Regions from separate parts of the Mus musculus genome. Here region 1 is linked to region 2. The links are chromatin contacts, called in public Hi-C maps. All regions are on one chromosome and are shown on one strand. Each heading gives the region's core, a stretch centred on a gene start, on an enhancer-like site or on the middle of the called end of the contact. The rest is flanking DNA. Distances are from core to core; before and after follow the strand shown. Region 1 overlaps Gm33599 (a long non-coding RNA gene). Region 2 has its middle 140 kb from the start of Otor.

The links. Hi-C and Micro-C count contacts between places; a contact is called where the count stands out from the background.
Region 1: a contact with region 2 is called in a Hi-C map of cortical neurons, with 2.1 times the contacts expected there. The contact joins two enhancer-like sites. A contact is called at or near these places in 5 of 484 Hi-C or Micro-C datasets (cerebral cortex, cortical neurons and nephron progenitors) and 2 of 115 datasets of contacts at active chromatin or transcription factors (VIP interneurons and neural progenitor cells).

Annotation. Positions count from the first base shown.
Region 1 is chr2:143,446,655-143,453,245 of GRCm38.p6, forward strand. The region is part of intron 2 of Gm33599 (a long non-coding RNA gene); the gene reads right to left. Among named protein-coding and RNA genes, the nearest start is that of Gm33599, 37 kb to the right of the region's middle. Within about 2 kb of position 4,862, at least 25 of the 459 cell types and tissues checked have an H3K27ac peak or open chromatin away from gene starts, as enhancers often do. A contact at or near this core is called in VIP interneurons and cortical neurons, where this site is marked.
Region 2 is chr2:143,213,278-143,219,918 of GRCm38.p6, forward strand. No RefSeq gene overlaps it. Among named protein-coding and RNA genes, the nearest start is that of Otor, 140 kb to the left of the region's middle. Within about 2 kb of position 4,999, at least 19 of the 459 cell types and tissues checked have an H3K27ac peak or open chromatin away from gene starts, as enhancers often do. A contact at or near this core is called in VIP interneurons and cortical neurons, where this site is marked.

The sequences.
Region 1 (6,591 bases), core at 3,612-6,111, 230 kb after region 2:
CAATTTTTATTACCTGTTTCTTTTGATTCAGATATTAAAATCTATATAACAAAGCATTTTTCTGTTTTCTTTACCAATATATCCCCAATGTCTGAGACAGAGCCTGCCACATAAATCATTTCTAGCGGTCATTGTATAAATAAAGTGTTACCCAACACCTGTAACCTCCAGATTTGAACCTACAACCAAAGACATTCTATTCAAGCATCTATATCTAACAGGATAAATCTCAAATGTGAAGTTCTGTGGACCCTTCAAACATTCTAAGCTGAGAATGCTACTTAGTGTGGGAAGCCCTGCAAAAGCTTGAGGTTTTCAGCTGCCATCCCCCACAACCCACATAAAATCAGGTACACAACATATACCTGTAATTCCAGGAATCCTACTACAAAACAGGAAGTAGAGGCAGGAGAATTCCTGGATGCTCTGGATCAGGCCAGCTAGCCTGATGTATGTGGTCTCAAAACAATGAAGAGGTCTTCCCTTTGGTGAGACTGTCCTTTGACCTGAGTACATCGACACTTGCACATACAACTATCATTGCAGTTGGCCTGGGGGGTTTTTTCTTTGCTTGCTTGCTTGTTTGCTTGTTTGCTTGTTTTGTTTTGTTGAGGGTTGTTTTATTTGTTTTTTTTTTTTTTTTGAGAGGGGAACAGGGTCTCACAATATAACTCAAGCTAGCTTCAAACTTCTAATGTTCCTGCCTCACCCTTCCCTCCTGTGTTCTGTGATTGCAATCCTGTGTTACCATACATGGCTTACATCAGCCCTTCAAATATGACTGCCCATATCCTAGAGGGTAGAACCAGAAATTATCAGCTTAAGAATTCAGTCATCCACCAATTCTAGTGTAAGCAGCAGCCACATTTCTGTCCCTTCTCTGTCTCACGACTCTTGTCTGGCTTCGTTTTCCTCATCTGAACCTCCAGTCACTACTCATGCCATCCCTAGTCATTCCTGTGTTGCTGGAGAGTAAGGAGATATATGTATCACTTTATCTTAGAGTCCCTTGATGAGCCAATGTCATGAGTTTGAAAGAATGAGGGTTCAATGAGAACCAATGAAACCAACGAGTGATTGAGCATGTCCAAGACACTGAACTCCATGTTGTTGAATTGGTTACCAAGTTTTTCTCGCCAGCCTCCTTTGTTATCTCATTCTAGTCCCCATATTCTGTCTATCTAGGGAGTGCTTGCATTACACTGTACAGTTCACATCCAAAGGATTATAGAATATTCTATAGAATATTCTGACTGTGTAAAAAAACCAATTTGAAGGTTAGTGTGGGGGGAGACAGACAGACAGACAAATGACAGACAGACCTGGGATATGGATCCATCATATATCGATTACATATGTCGATTGCATAGCATGAGGTCCTGAGTATGAGTTCCCAGCAACCCAGCACTGGGGAATTAGATGGAGACAGGAATATTCTAGAGTTTATGGGCCACTAAACCTAGTGTAATTGGCAAGCTCCGGGTACAGTGGGGAATCAGGAATGGTCTCAAAAGCTATTGTGGAGAGCAACTGAACACACCACACACACACATGAATGAGAGGGGGAGAGATGGAGAATGGAGAAAGAGAATCAATTACAAGTAATTGGGTGATTGATTGTGGCTGCAGGTAAATCCCAAGAGTGCCGTGAGAGGTAAGCTCTGATCTGATTCCCTCTGATCTGAGAGCAGACACAGTCAAAGTCCATAGGGACCTAATGTTTCTAGTCATGCCCCTAACCGAAAATTTTCTCTTGCTTGAGGGAGGGAGGGAGAGAGGATCCATAAGGCCTTCAAATGACGCAGTGAGCACTACTCATATCAGGGAATGCCACATGCCTTACTGAAAACACACTGGTTTAAATGTTAACCTCATCCAAAATAAAACACAGAAACATCCATTTTTATTTGATCATATATGGATGCCCACATGCCAGTCAAGTTAACACATGAAACGAGCCACGATAGAGTACAAGTGTATCACACATTCAAACACCATTTTACCTATTCTGGCAGTCTCTGGTCTGGGTTACCAAGTACTTGACTTCTCATGGACTTTGCCTTATTTGGCATCAGAAGGCTCTCTAGGCTTATTATAGCCATTCTACACCCACATATAACAGATAGAGAACAAGTACAGAGAGCTGGGAGTCCTTTGGACTTCTGCCTCCCTCCATGGAAGTCTCATTTTGTAGCTAATCAATGGTATAAAAGTGTGGAAGCCAACCCCACTTATTCAAGTCAGGACTCTATGTTTTCCTTCTCTGTGTCCTTCGGAGGTTAATTCTTTCATATATATTTGCACATGAAATCTCTCCTTGGGCTCTGTCTTTTAGGAAACCTGACCCGTGAGAACAGCCTTTCATACAATTTCTTCTTGGCTTTCAAATATGATGTTATTTCCTTCCTGACTATGGTTCCTCTTAAATCGTTCAGGAGATGACCCAGCATCACTTACAGCTTCCACATTAACATCTGGTCAGCTGAAAGCATCCTTCATTTTGATATATCATTAAATAGCAATCCGAATAGCTAAAGTTAGTATACGCCTCTAGTTCTGGTCTTTTGTGGCACAAAGAGAGTAAACCTTTGTTACAGTGTTCTCTGGCACCCCTTTCCCTTAAGCTTTCCAAAATGAGATGGATGAAGAATTGAGTTTGTCTGTACTGTATTCTTTCTGTGAAATGAGAGCATCCGGGAAGAATCTAGCTCTAACAACGAGATCTAGTTAGCGTTTAATTTACATAGATGCTGATTTACTTCATAGTTATGCACTGTTGAAAAGAGATGCCTTTTTCCCTAGAACCCTCAATGACTGTGACACATAATTGCCAAGGCAGTTCACCTTTGCTAACATGAATGTGTTATGTCTTAAAATGACTTAAAATTGATGTTACCAAGTTTCTCTTGAAAAGAATTGATAACAAGAAACCCACCTCAATGAATGTACTATGATTTTTCTTCACTTGTACATGACACAAACTTATTTTAATTATCTTCATACTCTTTCAGGTATAGACAGGTACCCTGGAGACTGGGAAGCACAGTCCTTTAAAGACCTTGTTGACAAACACTGTCAAAGAAAGCCCCTTCTAAATGGTTGAATAGTATTCTTAAATTTTTCTGCTAGTCAATAAACCTGGGTCATCGATCTTTGAGCGTGCAAATTCATGCATGCATGCATGCATATATGAAGACAGAGTTTTTGTCATTTAAAATCTAATGCCTCAGGACCTGGGTTGAATATTGATATACTTTGAGAATAGAAAGTAAAATGGTACTCCCACATGGATTAAAGGATTAATCACTCATCAAGGCAAATAACTATGAATGAACTAAGAGCACAGTAGATCACTTCTTACCCTGTCTCTTTCCTTTACCAAATTTGTAAGAAATCATGAGCTTGAACTCTTGGTCCTTACTGATCATGATTTCTAGACCAGGGCTTCATAGAGGATTTTTCACCAGGTAGATGGTGAGAGAAAAATTCCCAGCCGAAGAAACATCAATACAAAAATCATAAGAAAATGAATATAAGGATGACCAAAGTACAGTCTTGGGATAGACCTCACACTTGGGATAGGGGGAGCTAAAGCTCAACTCTGAGATCTAAGAGTGGACAAGTAGTCCACACTGAGGACAAACTCAAATGATGAGCAGAAGTATGGATCTAAGTAGTTATGAGATCATTAATCAAAGGTGGGTGAGTCAATATTCCACAGTGTTTGAAGGGAGTTCCTTTGGTCAATATTATGCACAATGACCCCTTGAAACAATAGTAGGAGGAGAAAGGCTAGACACAGGTTGTGAGGTGTGATGTCTAGGTCAGAGGGTAGGTACAAGGATGAAGAATAGAAGAAAGTGGTCAGTAGTGGATGTTAAAGGTAATGACACTGTGAATTGAGATGCTCCTGTAGTAGGAGCCCATGATTCAGACATTCTGAGATGTTCCCACATCTCTATAATAAGTTATGAGTGTGACGTGGGTACTCAGAAATTATTTATTGACTTGGTAGACCTAATATTCTCTCTTCTTCACTAGTCTCAGGAAGGGCAGTAAAATGAAGCAACATCAGCAAATAAAGTCCTTCACTAGCCTTGTTCCATTTCTAAATCTCTGCTTCTGCATTTATAAAGTGAGTAAGGAGCCTGGGAAAGAATTCCTGTAGATCATCTTCAGCTCCAGTACTCTATGTGAGCCAGATCCCAGGAGCCTGAGATGCTCTGTGCTTTCTCTAGCATTTCTGGCAGAATTCCTGGGAGATGATCAATTTAGAAGAGCAGCTTCTCCCAGCTGCCCCACCCCCTGTATCCAACTCAGGGCTAACCAGGACATGGCTGGAATGACTGTATTTATACATCTGTAACTCCCATCAACACAGGAGATAAACAAACCTTATTATGGGTTGATGGGCTGTTGTGTTTCTCTCAGGTAAGCCAATGGCAATATAAAATTATGCTTTTGTTTGAAGTTAATTTCTAGTTGGCTGAATTTATGCTGCCTTTGAAACCTCCTGGTGCTTTGAATACAGCCAGCCTGCCTCTTCAACCTTTGTTTTCCTCTAGCCCTGAGAAGGGATACCTAGACTGTGGATTTAAAACTATGCAGCAGAAGCTTGTGTGTGCCTCACTGATAATGTTCTTACTAATCCACCTCTGGCTGATCTCTCCAGGCAGATGCTGCCAGATATAGCCTCGAGCCTGAAGCATCTTGTAGACATAGAGTCCAAAGCAAAGACAGGGAGACTCAAAGCACAGTCTTGTCCCAGACTTCACCCCAGCTTGAAGCAGTTTCCAGCACACTGTTTCCCTTGACAGTTCAGTGAAGTGTGTGGGAGGCTGTATGGGGAACACTGTGTGTTCCTAGTTTGAAAGAAAAAGTAGAGCAAGTTTCTGTGTTGTTCTGCAGTGCTTTAAGAGCTAACCTGCTGTGAAGTGAGAGGGGAATACATGGCATGGAGTCTTCACGACTGGAATATTCCTTGAAGCAAATGCTGACTTGAAGCGGTATCTGGACTGGGAACTCCTAACCCTGACATCTCATCACTAACACTGTATCACCTATCTCTACCTACACTGTAGGTCTGAGGTTCTCAGAAGTGTGCACTAGAGGTAAATCCTTGTTATGATCAGCAGCATTAACAAGGAATCAGAGAAAGAAACTCCAGAGCCCTAAGGTCCATGCCCCTACTTGGTTGTATCAGAGCTGTCCAAGGTACTGAAGATCTAGCACTGACAAAATAGTTTGCCCTGCAAATTACCAAATTTCAGAAAATCAAAGGAAAACCTGCTCTTAGGACTTCTATCAGGCCAGAAATTTTAAACTGGACTAAATGACCATGTCAGGAGAAATGTTGATTGTGTAAGATGACTACAAGCCTAACTGAAATCAGAACATACTTTGGGCTGAGCCGGTCCCTGCCAACCTGCAGAATCATAGATTGTATACGTGGCTTAGGCTGACAAGTTTGGAGTGTTTATTACAAAGCAAAGAAACCCAAAACACTAGGTTGTTACAAAAAGCTGGAGATGTGGTCTGCACACCAGTGGCACTGTGCTCCCACATAATGAGCATTGAGTGGATGGTATCTGTCACATCTGCTGTACAGAGAGGGATGTGCCAAAGAAGTAATGAAAGCAGTGAGCCTCCAGCATTGTCCTTCGCTCACAGAGCAAGCCTGCCTGTATAAAATGACAAGACAACCGTGTGAAGCACTGAGCCTATGATGAAAAGCTGCTTGCTACTGATACTTGAATATTCTTGCTGAGCTTTCTTCACAGCTTGTTCCTGGAGAACAGAAACGAGGATTACATGGAGAACCTTGTTCTGACCCCTAAGATGAAGTAGGTAGGTTTGATTTCTTGTTACCAAGGTAACCTCTCTCAATAAACCTTGAAGAGATAATTACTCTGCATGAAGACTTTTGCTTTGCTTTGCACACCAATACAGTTCACAGACAATGCATTTACATGAGGAACAACTGATGCACAGAGACCCATGATCAGCAATTCCGTGCACGAGCACTTGTCCGTAATTAATCAGCACCAGTTTGAGGGTCTCTCACCTCAACATATAAGAAAGATATGAAAGCTGAAAATGTATTTCAAATTCAAACTTTTTCAGTTTTCCTATTTTATAAATCATGGACGTGGAACCCCAGAAAAACTGAAAAATAATACCAATGTCTCTGAGCATAGTAATTGAAAATCTGGAACTAAAAATTGGACCTCCTTCGGGGTGTACTCAGGAGCAAGATGTTCTCGGATAACATTTCACAAGGGAGTAATCCTAGAAAGCACTTTTGTACTATGCATTTTAAAGGGCAGAAAGAAAGGCTTTACACAATGAAGTAAATATTCAAGGAAATGGATATGTGTAATCCAATTGAAATATTATACAAATATGGACACATACTGAATACCAATTGTGTCCTTATTAACATGCACAACACCACAGGTTGAAGAACGAAAGGTAAAAATAGATATGTAGCTAGAAAGATTGGATATACTGACTAGTAGATGGTAGGTAATTGATAGATGAACAACAGACTGACAGATATATGGTAGATAGATATTAGTAGATAAATAGATG
Region 2 (6,641 bases), core at 3,749-6,248:
ACTGCTTTAGTCTGATATTTTGTTATATTAATGATAAAACTAAAACATCATATATACTTCAGCCATTTCCAAATGATCTTTTAAAATTAATTTTCAGATACATAGTAACGATATATATTTCAAAGTTTCTCATCCTTTTTAGTAGCTGATTCACCAAGAAAGCTCGTGTCTGCATCTTGTATTTCTAAAACCCAAGCTAACCTCATCTTAAGGTCACTGGTCTAAGAACTCCATAGTATTGAGAATCCTTTGCTTTGGAGACCAGCCAGTTTCTTTCTCTATACTCTAAGTGCAATCAGATCTTAAAACTCACTGCAGCTTTATGTATTAGAGGTTATTGATGAAAGAAATCTCTTACGGCTTGTCCTTCCATTATTTAGACAGACAACAAAACCCCAGTGTCCAAGCAAGCTGAACAGAGCTCGGATACACTTAAGAAAGCCTGTCTTATCATTGCTATGGTGGACTGACTGTGAAGTAGCCAGTGTGAACCACAGCACCAATTTCTGGCTATTGTGCAGAATCTTGATTCCGTGTGTCAGTTCCTAGTCTTCAGCTAAAAAGTCTTCCACTGGGAGAAGTCATCTCTGATTTTTAAGTATAGCAGGCATCAACTCTGTAGCGTGTGAGGTTGAATGTAAGACTGTTAACATTTTAAGGTGTGGATACCACCTATCCAGTGACGCAATGGCAAAGATTTATATATATCTCTGGGAGTCTGAAACCCTTTAGAATTGGGAATCAGTTAGAGAGTTTGAAACACTTTTTCCATGGCTCTTCATCACAGTAAGATAGTATTAGGTTTGCCTCCCAATGAGAAGGAAGCTAAGTCAGGCAACTGGCTGTGGAAGAGATGCTCTTGTACCATATCCTTTTCAGAACACACAGGAGCTTTTGGAAAACATCAAGATTACAAAAACATCGTAGAGAATTTTCTCTTACCCAACATTAAAATTTTCCCAGCATTAAGACTGCATGATTCAGGTACAGTGATGTATGTTACGAAATGACATTGACATGATACATTCAATTCAATTACAGGTTTTATTGGAATTATTCATATTCACTATAAATCTTTCTTTTGGTCCAGGGTCTAAGCAGCATCTCACCTTGCTGTTTGCCACATGGTCTCTTTGGTTTCCCATCTCTGGCAATTGTTCTCTTTCTTTTAAGTCCATAAGAGTCTTTGAAATATGCAGATCTGTTACTGTGTGCAGCCCCCTTTGATTTGGATCTGTTTCATGTTGTTATCAGAATTAGAGTGAGGCTATATGCTTTGAGAGGCTGCATTGTATTTCCCCCCTGCCAAACCCTCATAATGCAGTTCTAACGCACAATCTGATGGTTTGGGGAGGTTGAATATTTTGGAAAGTAAATTTGCAATGAGGTGGAAATCTGAGAATACAGTCAATGCCCTTACAGGAAGAGACATGGGAGCTAGTTTCCTACCTCCTCACTTGTCACCGTGTGAGAACATGGCTAGGAGCTGGCCATCTGTAGGCTAAGCAGGAAGCATGACCCCACCAGTCATCAGATCAACTGCTTCTTGTCCTTGATGTCCCCAGAATGCAGGACTTGGAAAAGGAAATGACTGTGTTTTAATCCCCCCTTTCTATGGCAATCTATAATGACATGACTGCCACAGCAATAACACTCTGCCCTTTCAGCCCATCAGATCAAGGATGCCTGCTTGCAACCCACAGACCCACATCAGGTCTGTGAGGCTTTTCCTTGGGAAGGTGAGTGCCTTCATTGTTGTTGCTACTTTCGTTTGATAACACGTTGGAAGAGAAAGCACTTGTGACCATGCTAATGCCCCATTTCCCATCATAGGCTTGTGCATTAACCTTTGCACCCCATCAAAGTTTCTTGGCTTGCACCAGTGTCACAGTGGTGTCTACCTAATGGTGTCTGATTTCTATTTTTTTCTGCACTTTTCATGCCATGTTTCTGTGAGGGAGGATAAAGTCATCAAATATTTCTTAGCTCTCTGTGCTACAAGAGAAGTGGGTCAGGGGACCAAGCTGCTTTCAGTTCTCCGAGGGGTTGGTGCTGGGCGGGTGATGTCCAGCTGGCTGCAGCTGTGAGGGAGGAGGACATGTGTTCTTCCCGTAGACCCTTGCTGCTGCTCTATTCTAGCTGCTGCTGTTTCTTATTTGGGAACACCTCCCCCTAACTAGCTACTTGCTCTTCAGGCCTCTGCTCTTGCCATCCTTGTTAAAAGACTGTCTCATCTCTCTTCCTTCTCAACAAGAGCCATTTTCCCAAGTCTGCCTTTACTGTGTTTCCTTCTAAGACTCACACAATATGAGTGAAGACCACAGTTATTTTCTCTACATTTCCGAGCTACTATGCAACATCTAGGACAAAGGACCTTTTTAAGAGGGATCTGACAGAGGAAAATGAATATAAAATAGTGTATTTGTTACAAACGCCATTATGTCTATAATTTAAAGGTATCTGGTACAGCATGATTGCTACATTAAAATTCATTCTTTTTTGGGGGGGTTGCATCTGTATGAATCTTGACAAGTGTATGTAGCTTCATTATCCATGGCAATTTGCAATACGTGAAAATTTCTTTATCCCCAAACATCCTTGATAGCTTTCATGGTCCTCTACTCCCACCCTTGGCAGTTATTGGCCTTCTTTCTGAGCCTTTAATTTTGCTGCATCCAGAATATGATGTGAAGGGCACTACAAAATTCACAGCCCTTAGAATTTGATGCCTCTCGTATAACATGATGTTTGAAATTCATCCACACTGCTCTTGCTGTTAACACGTTTGCCCATTTTGTTGTTGAGTCATGTTCTGTTTTATGCACTGACTAGCTTGTCTATCAGTCACTGGGCAATGGATTTTTTTTCCACTTTTGATTACTATAAATAAAGTCATTACTAGCATTTATTCTCTCTCTCTCTCTCTCTCTCTCTCTGCAAAAGAGACATAGGGAGGAGTAAGATAGACGGGAACACTAGAGAGACACACAAATAAAGCGAAAGACAGAGGTTTTCAATTTAATTGAACATGTCCCTGGGAATGGAATCGCCAGCGTTTTGGTGGGCAGTTTAGAAGTTATCCAACAATATGCTCAAGGAGGGAGACCTATTTTGTTCTAACCAGCAGCGTAAAGAGTCGTTCATCCCTATGCTTCCCTATCAATCACTCTACTGATGTTGGTGTCTTTCATGTGACTCCTTGCCATCTCTATACTTCTCTACTGAGTAGTTAACAAAAATTTGCCTATTTCTTATTGGACTGTTTCCCTCTTGTCTAATTTATTGTTTCCCCTGTTATGGCTGGTGCTAACATTTGCTTGCTTTGGTTGAGTAGCCTTTTTCAAGCCTTCCTCAGAATTGAATTTGTTTTCCCTTGGTAGGTTTCAGAAAGCACAAGCTGATTTTCCTTCCCAGAGCCGTATCTCAAACACACCACTTAGTCTTGACTCCATTTCATTTTTATATCTGCTAACTGGGAACAAGTCGTGTTTCTTAGTAATTTTCTGTTGTTGTCTTCCAGTAAAAGTCAAAATAATTGCCCGATGAATGTGAAGATCGTCAAGCTTCCACCATGTTGTTAGTGGTAGCAGGTGGAAGGCAGGAAAACAGTGAAGAGGTTGTAGCAAGAGAGATGGCTAGGCAGAGTGCAGCCGTAGGATCCTCACCAGAAGGAAAACATGAGATGCGTGAGTAGAGAGAATTCAGAGAGGGGCCACTTTCTTACACACACAGACTCCAGATCAGAAAGAGAAACAGATGGGGAGAAGATATAAAAGTGATCAACATTCAACAGATGTAAAATTATGCCCAATTACAGAGAAGGAAAGGAGAGACAAGTCAGGTGTGTTTATTCACTGATGGTGCCATTACTCCCCCCTTTCCCCAATGCTTTTTCCAGACAGGGTTTCTCTGTGTAACCTTGGATGTTCTGGAACTCACTCTGGAGACCTGGCTGGCCTTGAACTCAGTCTGCCTGCCTCTGCTTCTCAAGTGTCGGGATCAAAGGTGTGCCCAGCACTACTTCTTAGGTAAAGTGGCTTTCTTCGAAAGTGCTGCCTGGACTCAGTCCCTCTAGACTCGTGCTTATCAAAAAGTGAGAGAAGCGAAGCCATATGTAGAGCCCAAGGACTATCTTCCAGGAGGTCTTTGCCATGCACTGGGCACCATGTCCAGAGTGGTATGCGACCTGCCTGCTTGGTGTGCACTCTCCTGCTGAGGATGATGTGCAAGGAGACCTGAGCTGACACCTGCTCTGTATGACAGATAGCAAAGGATCCCATATTGCAGTAAAATTGGACACTGTAGTGATGTCTTGACCATGTCAGGATTCTCTGTCTAACCATGGAAAGATTCAGAGAGGAACAGAGATATCAATGCTATAAAGGAGAAACTCTTTAGGGCTTCAAGACAGCCTGCCCCACAATGTATGCTCAAACAGAAATGCCCTTCCTTGGCACTCATCAGGTTTGTGATTGTGGAGCTTCTGACTCTGGCAATAGTTGTAGTTCCCAGGGTGGCCCTCCCACCTCAGCCCTCTGTCACAACCTGCCACTAGGGTCATTTTTCACTACCCAACTTGCAAGCAAATTGTGCATCCTTGTTCAAGTAGGATGGGATAGGATCTTATCAAACAGGACTTACCAGCTGGAACCAGAAAAAAAAATATGTCCATCTGGCCTGGGCAATGTGCCCTCCTGGAAAATTACTGAATAGTGCCAACTTCTGTAAAAATACATTCCTTAAAATGCCAGCAGAAGGCAGAGACTTATGGAGACATGAAGAAATTATGCAGCCTGTGCAAATCCCCATCTATCACCAGCCCTGAGTAATGGGAATAAATGCCCACCCAGCCTCAGTGCCAAGAACATTAATAATTAGTTCATGGGAGCTGTCACTCAGGAATGTCCTGGCGGTGGTTCAGATTCCAGGCATGAGGGGATGTGATGCCAATGCACGGAGCCCACAGAGCAATGAGACATTTTGTTGTGCGTGGGTGGGCTGTCAGAAGCAACCCTCTCTCTACAGAGAGGCAGTGAGAAGTGACGACTTTGGGTCCAGGGATCTTGGCGAGTTAATCTAGCTGCCTTTTTTGTTCTCCCTGCATGCTTTGCAGAACTCTTGGTAGTGAGATCTTCCTCCTGAGGAATAAAGACAGCCAATCAATGCTCATCATAGAACTTTCTTGCCTCTTTCTGAGGCCATTGCCTGCCATGGTTGCTGAAAAGCCTCTTAAGTGACCACTCAAGGTCCTCCTCATGTTCCATCTTACCCCATGGTATGGGCTGGTGTGTCCTCTGAAAATGTATGTGTTCTAACCCCCGTGTTTCAGACTGTGACTGAGTTTGGAAGTAGAGTCTGTAAGGAAGCAAGTGGGTTAAAGTGATAGCAATTAAAGGACATCCGATTTGTATCATCTTAAGAAAAAGATATTTGGACATAGAACAAAGGCTAGACTACATGGGTATAAAAGATAAAAGGCGTCTGCTGTGCCAGCTCAGAAAAGAAGCCAGAGGAAACGAGGCCACGCAATACCTTCTTCTTCGACTTCCAGCTTCCAGAACTGTGATAAGTAAATAACATTGTGTTGTTTAAGCTCCCTTGCCTGTGTTTGTGAGGTTTTATTATGGTGTCCTAGCTGACAGCTGCAAATCTTTTTACTTGCTCCTTAGGCACTGAACTGCCCTTCAGCTGTCTCTCTAATGAACTTTGAAATGTTGACCACAGTAATGAAGTTACTATCAAATATGACCCATGGCTATTATGTCCTGTCCTCATCTGTGTCTTTTTAAATTCACCTCTTGAATTCAGGACTTTTCGCATGTTGAGCCAGTTGTACATTCAGCCTTTCTTCATCCTTCTTCCTGATTTCCATGTTTTTGTTTTTGTTTTTGGTTTTTTTTGTATTTTCACTTTTATGGAGAGTGTTTCACCAAGGTACCAGGCTGACCTAAAACTCACAATTCTCAGTCTTCCTTGCACCTAATCTCCCATTTTGGATTCCCACTTTCTGATCCCTTTACCCATGTTCTTCCCCTAATAACTGTTCCTCAAGTCAAATGCAGGTCCTCTTCTCCATAAGGCCTTCCTTATTTCCCAGGCTGATGGTCCATTGTCATTGAGCTTACGGAGGATAACATCTGACTTGCTTTTGTATTGTCTGTTGCTTCTGGAGTACTGCTTTGTACATTACAAGCCCATATCTGTTATGTAACTAAGAGAAAAACAGAGAATGGGGCTGTAGGAGGGAGTATATGATGCCCTGCCTGGGAATGTGTATGTTTGAAGAGCTGACATGGGATAATAATGTTAACCAGGCTTCTGTGATCAAACCAATGTGGGTACAGCACACACCCTCTTCCTGTACACCTCTTACTTTCCTGTCTCTTGTCTTTCCCCATAGGAGAACCATTTCTACCTCCATTATGGAATTTCTGGGTAGATGAGTGAGAGGCACATGTGCAAAGCATATGCCCTTGCTTTGCTTTGTCTAGAAAAATAAAGTTCCAACAGGTAAGAATCAGAGGCCACGGGCTGGGCCTCCCATCTCTGCGGGAAGCTCTCACTACCCAAGGAGTCCACAAAGAATCCTGTGGTACATTTGGATGAAAAACAATGGTTTCCCCTCTCCCTTAATCATAAAT